Regions from separate parts of the Gossypium arboreum genome. Here all the other regions are linked to region 3. A link is a contact called in public Hi-C data. All regions are on one chromosome and are shown on one strand. Each heading gives the region's core, a stretch centred on a gene start, on an enhancer-like site or on the middle of the called end of the contact. The rest is flanking DNA. Distances are from core to core; before and after follow the strand shown.

Evidence for each region. A called contact is a pair of places that touch in the nucleus more often than the background predicts.
Region 1: a contact with region 3 is called in a Hi-C map of leaf, with 3 times the contacts expected there. The contact joins the enhancer-like site here to the promoter of LOC108465663 in region 3. A contact is called at or near these places in 2 of 5 Hi-C or Micro-C datasets (both in leaf).
Region 2: a Hi-C map of leaf shows a contact between it and region 3, with 5 times the contacts expected there. The contact joins the promoter of LOC108465665 here to the promoter of LOC108465663 in region 3. A contact is called at or near these places in 2 of 5 Hi-C or Micro-C datasets (both in leaf).

Annotation. Positions count from the first base shown.
Region 1 is chr3:58,065,736-58,068,734 of ASM2569848v2, reverse strand. LOC108465661 reads left to right here. Exons shown (of 14, transcript XM_017766032.2): 11 at 437-497; 12 at 637-717; 13 at 822-901; 14 at 1,168-1,459. The coding sequence ends at 1,246. Among protein-coding and RNA genes, the nearest start is that of LOC108465661, 12 kb to the left of the region's middle. Within about 2 kb of position 1,649, at least 2 of the 2 cell types and tissues checked have an H3K27ac peak or open chromatin away from gene starts, as enhancers often do. A contact at or near this core is called in leaf, where this site is marked.
Region 2 is chr3:58,192,040-58,195,358 of ASM2569848v2, reverse strand. LOC108465665 reads right to left here and starts at 1,806. Exons shown (of 7, transcript XM_017766039.2): 1 at 1,591-1,806; 2 at 1,304-1,447; 3 at 1,140-1,214; 4 at 856-1,049; 5 at 607-778; 6 at 128-529. The coding sequence starts at 1,806.
Region 3 is chr3:57,688,161-57,691,311 of ASM2569848v2, reverse strand. LOC108465663 (mediator of RNA polymerase II transcription subunit 25) reads left to right here and starts at 1,413. Exons shown (of 15, transcript XM_017766036.2): 1 at 1,413-1,704. The coding sequence starts at 1,607.

The DNA.
Region 1 (2,999 bases), core at 400-2,899, 380 kb before region 3:
CCTAAAAGTGTGGAAAAATTTTCATTAGCCACCATCACTATTCATCAAAAGCAATGCAGATGACTTCTTTTTCCCTTATATTCAGTAGTTCCTAGTTAGTCAATATCTAAGTAGTAAAGGGCTTAGGAAATCTTTTCATAGGATAATATTGTTTCTTAATAAAGGAGAATTGTAGTGCAGTTTGCTTTTAGTTTATCATTTATAAAGAGAATGTATTAAAATGCAGTAGTAAAAGAAGAACTGAGTCATGAGATACATTCATGTTAGCATACTAAATTTAGCAAAGAAATTTGTTTGCTTCTCATCGTATTTGCCAGTTAACTTGTTCTTATTGCATATTGTGGGGCCTTCTTGAGTTCTACATAGATAATAGTGGGGTTCCCCCCAACCCTCCCCGTCTTTTTGCTGATCTTTTCTTTCATCCTCAAACATTCAGATATAACACTTTCTCACCTGATATTGTGAAGAAAAGACCAAAATCAGATCTTGTTGAGGAGGTAAACATAGTATTTGGAGTCTTCAAATTGTGAAGTATTTACTTATGCATTTTTTGGTCTAACCTGTTTGCTACGGTCTGAAATCTCTGTCTATAATTGAGCAATATTATATGCATGTTTTGAAATCCTTTAAATATAGATTTGGAGATTACAAGCTGCACTCAGTGAGCAGACTGAAGTCACCAAGTGCAGCCAGCAGGAGTTTGAAAGACTTCAATATGTATTATTTCAACACCAAGCTTAAGTTGTTACCAAGTTATTCTAATTGTTTGGCTAATATATACTGTATTGCTTACTTATTAATTGAATGGATCTGTCACTCAGGAAAAGATTCTGTGTAGAGTTTGCTTTGAGGAACAAATCAGTGTAGTCCTGCTGCCTTGTAGACATCATGTTCTCTGCAGGTATTTGCATCTACCCTTGTAATACTGACAATGTTATTTTCCATTCTGGCTGTTTTCTCAGTAGTGGACTATTGATTAATGCAAAGATGTCTGTTAAAAGCTTTGGCTTAGGCATCATGTATACTCAGAAATATATTATTATGGTATTTACATGACTTGTAGTGGCATACCATATTTTGGGCATATGGTGTGTAATATTTTCATTTCTTATCAAAGGATGTGGAACTTGTTTTCTTTAATTATTAATAATGCTGTTTCTTTCTCAGCACTTGCTGTGAGAAGTGCAAAAGGTGTCCAATCTGCCGTGTTTCTATTGAAGAGCGACTGCCAGTCTATGATGTCTAGTCTCAAATTACCTGTAGAAAAGTTGGTGTAATTTTTTTTTCTTCAAACCGTTTCGAATTGCTTGTGATTTTAGATGAAGCAAGCATTGAGAAGCTGGCCATTCTGGTTTCTCCAAACGTGATATAGTTGTGTTTTGCCACTCAGGAATTGTAAATGACTAGTTGCATTCTGAAATGAAATGAAAGTAGTGATTTTGACATGTTTTGTGATAAATCATGGGTTCTTTTTCCTTTTTCGCTTATGAAATATAAATGAGGATGATGAAGCGCTCTCTTCCGCACGTGTATAGTTAGTCTTGGATTTCCCAGGAATTATATGTTGCTAGGGTTGCATTGTTCTTTTCTTTAAATATGCATAAATTAGGATAAAGAGAGATTGGTGGGTTAAATATTTTGGTTTGTGATAGGGAGGAGAAAATGTTGGGACAGTGTGATTTGGTTAGGGTCAAATGGAGAAATAAGCAAGAGTTAAGGGGGATATCCAAAGAGATAGGGCAGGATATGTGGAAGCAACCAAATGAATAATATCAGATAGTGATGCCAAACCATATTGCATCTCTGTTGCCACTCAAAGTTCCTCTCCACTAATAATTTTTACTGCCTTCAGCAACATGGCTGAAACCCTTAATCAAATCATACTCGGTGCTAAGGACAAAGACCCACTATCCTCAACTACCTCTACTCCAAACCAACTGTTGTGGATGGATCAAATTTCAAACCTTTTCGGAATAAAAATATTCATTCTCTTTTTTTTTCTTTAAAAATTAATTAGCAATTAATACAACAAATATTGATAGTAAATTTAAATTTTGATTCTTGAATTTGACAAGTAAATTCAGATTGACTGTTGGAATTTTTTTAATTCTATTTTGACCATTAAACTTAATAATTATTATTCATTTAAACTTATTTTGTTAATGATAGTGAAGAAAAGGCATACCCAACATATCATATCACGCCACCTGTATTGTCAAATCACTGTATTTTAAAATAATTATAATAATACTTCTTATTTGTAGAATAAAGAAGTGGAGAAAAATAAAATGAATTTTAATAAAATTAACTAGAAAAACGGAGTAACTAAAAATCCTTTGGAACCCCTAAATGAAAGAGACCAAAATACTAAAATATTGAAATACCATTTCAATCCAAAAGGCCACCATAATTGTGGGGTGAAAGATTCCGTCAAAAAATTTTCATTAAACTTTTCTTTTTATGGGTTATCATTTTTGTTGTTTAAGACTATGGGTTTCATTACAACATTATTGTAATGGTTTTGATTTTTACTATTTGATGTTGCTGAAAACTTTTGATTACAACTATGTGTTTCATATCTAACTTAAAAATGCTACTCCAAGTTCATCTAATCTTAGAGTTAAGTAGTTCAAAAATATTCTATTTATTTTTAAATTATTAAATAACATAAATTTTTCTTACAAAAATAACACATTTTTCTATAACTAGTGTCATGATATGATAAGTCGAGTATGTCAAATTATTTTTTCATAGTCATTAATAGAATAAACTTAAATAAATAATAAACGGTAAAAAAAGAGAGTATAGGAATCAATGTAAACTTACTTGTCGAGTTAAGGAATTAATGTGGACTTAGATTTGACATAAAAATACTCAAGTAGTGGTTCATGACTAAAAATTAAGTTAGATGTGAATATAAGATTTGATGTTATAAAATGTTAAATTTCAATTGTAATGTCTACCATAAAAATATTATGACGGAATTGTGGAGGCTTCCA
Region 2 (3,319 bases), core at 557-3,056, 500 kb before region 3:
ATTCACCAAATCAAAATTTTTACAAGTGATGACATGGGAGGAGCAATGAGAACTTAAAAACGACTTTTGAACCTTCAAAACTATCACACAACTTGAAAAGAATTGAGGGATTCAGAACTGAACATACTTGATATAGCTTGATGTCTGACTTCTCGAAACCTGGCATGAGAAGGGTTGCTGTTTTCTTTGCTGTGTCAAAAATCACAGATGAAACCTTCTGGCTTGCTGGCAAAGAAAGAAGACCCCTTGCACCCTCCACGCTATTGTTCATCATGATGGCATTCCAATCTTGAGGGGAATCCACTGCAAGATTCGGAATACAAGCAAAAGGCAAGGGATACAAATTCTTCTTCAGATTTTCCACTGATTCAACATCCAAATGATGGGTAGGAATGGCAAATGCACCACCCACCTGTGTATCAGCTTGGATTGCACAACCCCAGAAACGTAATGCTGAACTGATTGATATTGAAATGTTTGGATTCATCACAAGAAAGCACCCAAATTGATAAGATCCTGAAGATCCTCTCTGCACAACTTACAGCCTTTCAATCTCCTATAGCAAAAAATTGGTGAATGATAAAATGAAATACATTCCGTGGTTACCTCAAGAATTCGTTCTAGACTGTCCCATATTTCAGCACTGATTGTTCCAGTGAGTTGGGATGGGTTACCACTTATGCCCATAGCTTCATCTACGAGTCTCAGGAGTGAAGGACCAGCCAATCTCCCAAGGTCAGTTTTCTCAGCCATGCTCCGCAGGTACTTCAAGTAGAGTCTGTGCAGAGTTAGAGGGGGTTGTGTACATACTTCATTTTAGGAAAGAAAGATAAATTGTTTTGTCTATTTCCAAACCTTGCTTTACTGCTTGCACCTATCATTCTTAGGGTTTCTTCGGTGCTGATACCATCATATATGATAATGTCAAATTTATCGTTTTGATGGTTCTTCCGAGCCCGTTTCCCGAATAAACCCAGAAGCCTCACAAGTGCAAGTAGTGAAAAGATAGAATCCATTCCGGGAAGCACCCCAAGCTCTTCTCCAACAACCTAGTAGACTAATACATGTCAAAATCAACATTCATAGTGTGAAGTGCAAACACCTAAGGTAAAAAGGATGATGAGATATTACATACACACCCCTTCCAGAACTCCTTGTGTCAAATTAAGACGGCCATCTGCTTTCTTCAGCTCATTTAGAGGTTCAAGAAGCATCTGCAGTTTAACGAATGATCCATTCTCAGCGTAATTACAATAAACCCATTTGAAATGGATAGATGATGAAGCATGGAAAAGGAACATACTTTAGTAGTTTCCAGCCTAACAACAGAAAGGTTGCGGGTGCATAGAGTAGGAGAGGAGTCGATCTTACAATTGAGAAGACAGTCAGCAGTGCGATCCTGTCCTTGTAACACTAAGCATGTGCTGAGTCCAGCCATTGCATAATGCTAAGCAGCAGCAAAGAAAGGCATGAAACAAAGAGATTAGATGATGATATTTGGAAAAAGGGGCCATTTCTAATTAACCCTATCTGTCAGCTTCAGCTTTCCTTTTCCGTTAATTGGTGACAAGTGTAACTAGGAAGTAGTACCTGGGCAGCGAAAACAGAGGAGATGGTCTTGCCGGAGCCGCCTTTGCCTAAGAAGGTGATCAATCTTGGAGTTTTTGAAGAAGAATCAATGATGTCATCACCATTGTTGACCGAAAGTTGAGAGATTGTTCTTCGTGAGGGACTCCAAAGACTGGATTTGGACTTGGAATTGGAGAGAGGGAAGATAACAGGGGAAGACACAAGCACAGAGGACATTTTTGTTTTTCAATTTTTAGACATAGAACAAGCCTATGGCTTTATAGTTTACAAACAATTACAGACAGGAAATGGATTAATTAGCCGATTAAACAAAGCGTTCTTATGCCGGGCCGTGTTGGCCCAATCAGACAGATCCCATTCCCAGCACCGGCTAGATTACATCATACTTTTTCTCTACTAAATGCTATTCATATATTCGTATTTTAGTATTTAGAGTAACAAACAAAAATATAGAAGGTATATTATGACATAAGTTCTCTGACCAAGAAAGTATATCGAGATAAACTTCATTTTACTCCTACTAAAATTTGCTCAAAATTAATTCTTGTACTAAAAGTTATTCAAATAATGGCATCGCTATAATTTTCTGTGGAATTACTGATAATTTAAATAAAACATATCATTTCATGCTCGTAAAATTCTCAAATTATTCCAAAAAATCTGTGTGGTTGAAAATTTATTCGTTCAATTTTGTATTTTTTAACTTAACACTTACAGCTTTCTTTACCATTTCATTGAACCATTTAGAAATGGTTTCTTTTAAATCCCAAATATTCTCTTCACTTGCCTGTCAAAAACTTGCATGACTTGAGGATATTGGCTTCCAACAATGGCGAGACCAGGCTCCAATATTCTTTCCTTTATTTTACTTCACCCAATTATACTTTGTTTTTAAATTTTTTTTTAACTTAGATTCTAACATTTAAATTCACTCCTATTTTGGTATTTTATCTTTAAATTAATAACGGAAAGTTTTTTAATTGATATTATTGAGTATGACTCATATTTCAGTCAAATTTGAGAGATAATCTCTCAGTTACACTCTGTCTATTTGTTTAAGTCAAACTCTGATTAATCTAGATTATTTTATTATTATTTGACTTAAGACACCCAGTAAAAGATTAGAATATAACACTTTTGGAGAATTTTGTGTTAACGTTTTGAGGGTTCTTTATTTTCGAGTTTCGGGGTTTAGTTTTTATCTTCATCTTTTATACTCTTCGCTCTTTTTCTATTATAGTAAAATTATATTTGTATGTGATTTTTTATCCTCTTTGGAGGGTTTTTCCACGTTAAATTTATGTGTTCGATTTCTCAATTTATTTCGTTATTTTTTACTTGTTCATTGCTTAATTGGGTCGATCCCCAACAAATGGTATCAGAGTTAGTTCAATTTTTGTAGATCAGTCTGTTTAGAGATGAAAGCAGCAAGGTTTGACATTGAGAAGTTTGATGGTGCCACAGATTTCAATCTGTGGCAAGTTCGGATGATGACAATTTTAGTTTAGACTGGCCTGAAAGGTTCTTACTGAGAAAAATCCTAAGAAACTCTTTATTTGATTAAGTCTCTAGCTAACCATTTAGTGTTGAAACAACGTTTAGTTACGTTTCACATGAATAAAGGTGAGCTTCTTAGAGATCATATTAGTCAATTTATTACCCTTTTGAATAATTTGAAGAATGTTGAGGTTAAGATTGACGATTAAGATCATGCTATGCTATTATTGTG
Region 3 (3,151 bases), core at 164-2,663:
AAGTATGTTATATGGCTCACTTGATTTGATTATGTCTTTTGAGTTTAAGATGATGAATTTGTAATGCTTATTAAGAATGTGCTTTAGTCACTTTTGGATGGTATGTAAATGCATAACTTATGATATGTCTTTAAGTATATGAAATATTGAATGGTTGGTAGTTGTGGAAATGAGAATTTAGGTTATAATATGATGTTAAATTGTCTTGAATTGAGGTGCCTTTGAATGACATATTGGTTAGAATTCATAGGTTGGTTGATTTAGCATGTTTAGAGTACGTTTAGTAAGTGTTTTGGCCATGTGAATGTGTATGTGTATGTTGTTTCTTGTTAGGCAAGACTAGGCATGGAAATGACTTGTTTTAGGGGTTAATTTTGGTGCACACGGCTTGGGACACGGGCTGTCACACGGCCGTATGCCACAAGCGGTCTTCTCACACGGTTGTGTCCTTTATATTTTAGGTGTAGGTTTCACACGGTTTGCGACACAGCCATGTCTCCCAAAACATTTTCGAGCATGGTCTGGAACATAGCCTGCGATACGGCCGTGTGACCCAACATTGAATACCCACACGGTCGGGCACATGGCCTATGACACGACTGTGTGGCCCTTTTTCGAATACTCACACTGGCGAACACAAGAGTTGGGACACGACTGTATGGCCCTACTTTGAATGTTCACACGGTTTGGACTATGTCATATGGCCTGGCCGCACAACCGTGTTACCCCTATTTTCCAAATTTTGCATTTTATTTCAAATTTTTCTGTTTTGTTTCAAAATAATCCTTGAATGTTGCCAAACTATTTTTAGGGTCCCAAAAGCCCAATTTAAGGCCCAAATGTGTATATTTTCTATGATTGTATTAATGTATTAAAATGTTACTTAATTTGAAATACTTATTTTGTTTTGAAGTTTAAAGTTCTGTTTTGTTTAGTAATGCTTTGTAACCCTAGTCCAATTACTAAGACAGGTTCGGGGTGTTACACTTTTTTTTTGAAATAAATCAAAAGTGATACCTAAGTTATTCATTTTGTCTCATCTTACCCTGTTACATAATACTGACTAATAAAAGTGCGACGACACATTCTTATTGGAATTCATACACCTTTTTCTGGATAAAATTTATAATTTAAGTACTACTAAATTTAATCTTATCTCGATACGCAATACCAACTAATAAAAGTGTGAAATGTGACACATTTTTATTGGAATTCATACACTTTTTTCTTTTTGGATAAAATGAGAAAATTTATAGTTTAAGTACCCTTGAATTCATACACATTTTTATTTTTGGATAAAATAGAAAAATTTGTAGTTTAAAGGCCACTTTTAATAATAAATTTAGGTATCTAAGTGTGAAATGCAACATAATTTAGGAGGCAATTTTGTAATTAGAACTAATATATATTAGATGTCCAGCTTACCCATTGATTGGCTTGAGACTTTCGGGTCGGGTTTTACTGAAGTGACTCAAATGAAATAATTTGAGGCTGACATGAGAAAGGTTCTTGAACAAATTTGATTTCTCTTTGGGGGTACAGATTAAAGTGCCTTTTGAGTCGTATACTCTTTGTATTATTAATTAATTGAAGCGCGAAGTAGCAGATGGCGGAGAAGCAGCTTATCGTGGCCGTTGAAGGCACCGCCGCCATGGGTCCCTACTGGCAAATCATCCTTTCTGATTACCTCGAAAAGATCATCAGGTCTCCTTCGGTCCTTCTTTCTCTTTCTTCTCCTCCAATTGCTTTTATTGTTTAATTCCCTTAATACTCGTTAGTAAAGTTACAGTCTTTGTTAAAGTTGATATTAATATTATTTTCGAAGATTTCCATTCTTGAGATGTCTGTGAAATTTTCTAGTCAAAATTTCAGATAACTTTTTGCTTACGGAATTATGCTCTCTGGATTTCGCTTTATATGCCCACTGAATGGTCCTTGATATTACCTGAATTTGACGATTGATTCTGGAATATATGATAAGTGTGAAATAGAAAAATGATGAACAGGGGACCGTTAGGAGAAAATAAAGAGGCATTAGGGAGAAAAGATTGTTGTAAGAATCTTCTCTGAATAGTGAGAGTACGTGCCATGTGTATTGTCTGGTAATTCCTCAATACAATTTGGTATTTGTAAACAACCATGACACTAATCTGAAAAGCAGGAAATAAGCATAACAAAAACAGAAAATAGTAAACCACTCATCTAACTTAGGCTAACAATTGGACCTGTATCAAGTATTAACTGCCTTCTCCTTCAGTGCATCCTTGTCCTCAAGGAGGAAATCTGGAATTTGAGTCTGCAATGTTGATAGAGTCTCCCAAGTAGCATCTTCTGGGAAAGAGTTCCTCCAAGTAACTTACGGTTCTGTAACAGCTTGGTTGCCTCGCTTGACCATTTGTCTATTGATAATACTAATTGGTTCCTTTCCTACAAATTGCTTGAGCTAAGACACATAGAAAACAGGATGCACTGTCACCCCTACTGGTGATTGCAGTTTATATGCTACTGGACCCACTTTCCCTATGTTTTGATAAGGCCCAAAATAACAAGCTGATAACTTCAGACATGCCCTGTTAGCTATGGCTGTAGCTTCACCAATACCCAGTCTCCAATCTGAAACTGCCTATACTCCCTTTTTTATCTGCTTGTTGTTTCATTCTATTTTGTGCTCATTCAAGATAGAACTAGAACATCTTAATAGTAGCTTCTCCAGCCTTCAGACTTTTATCTACTGCAGCTACGTTAGAATCACCTGCTAAGTAAGGAAAGTGAGTTGGCAGAGGCTGCCCATACACAATCTCATAAGGTGTTACATGAGTAGCAATATGATAGGTGGTATTGAACCACCATTCGGCCTGGGGTAACCACATCACCCAGTCCCTTTGGTCTCTCCCCCGGCATAAATGATGTGGGCATCTTGACAAGGCATTGACAGTTGCATTTGTAGTGCCTTTTCTATGAACCAAATCATAGTCATAACCTATCATGTGTACCACCCATAATTGTTGAGCTGGAGTATTGGGTTTTTGATCTAGCAAGAATCATAAACTTTGGTGATTATGTTTTATCAAAAAATGCCTTCCCAACATTAATGAATTCCATTTTATCACTGTTGCCAGTATCGCTAGCATTTCTTTCTCATATTTTGGAA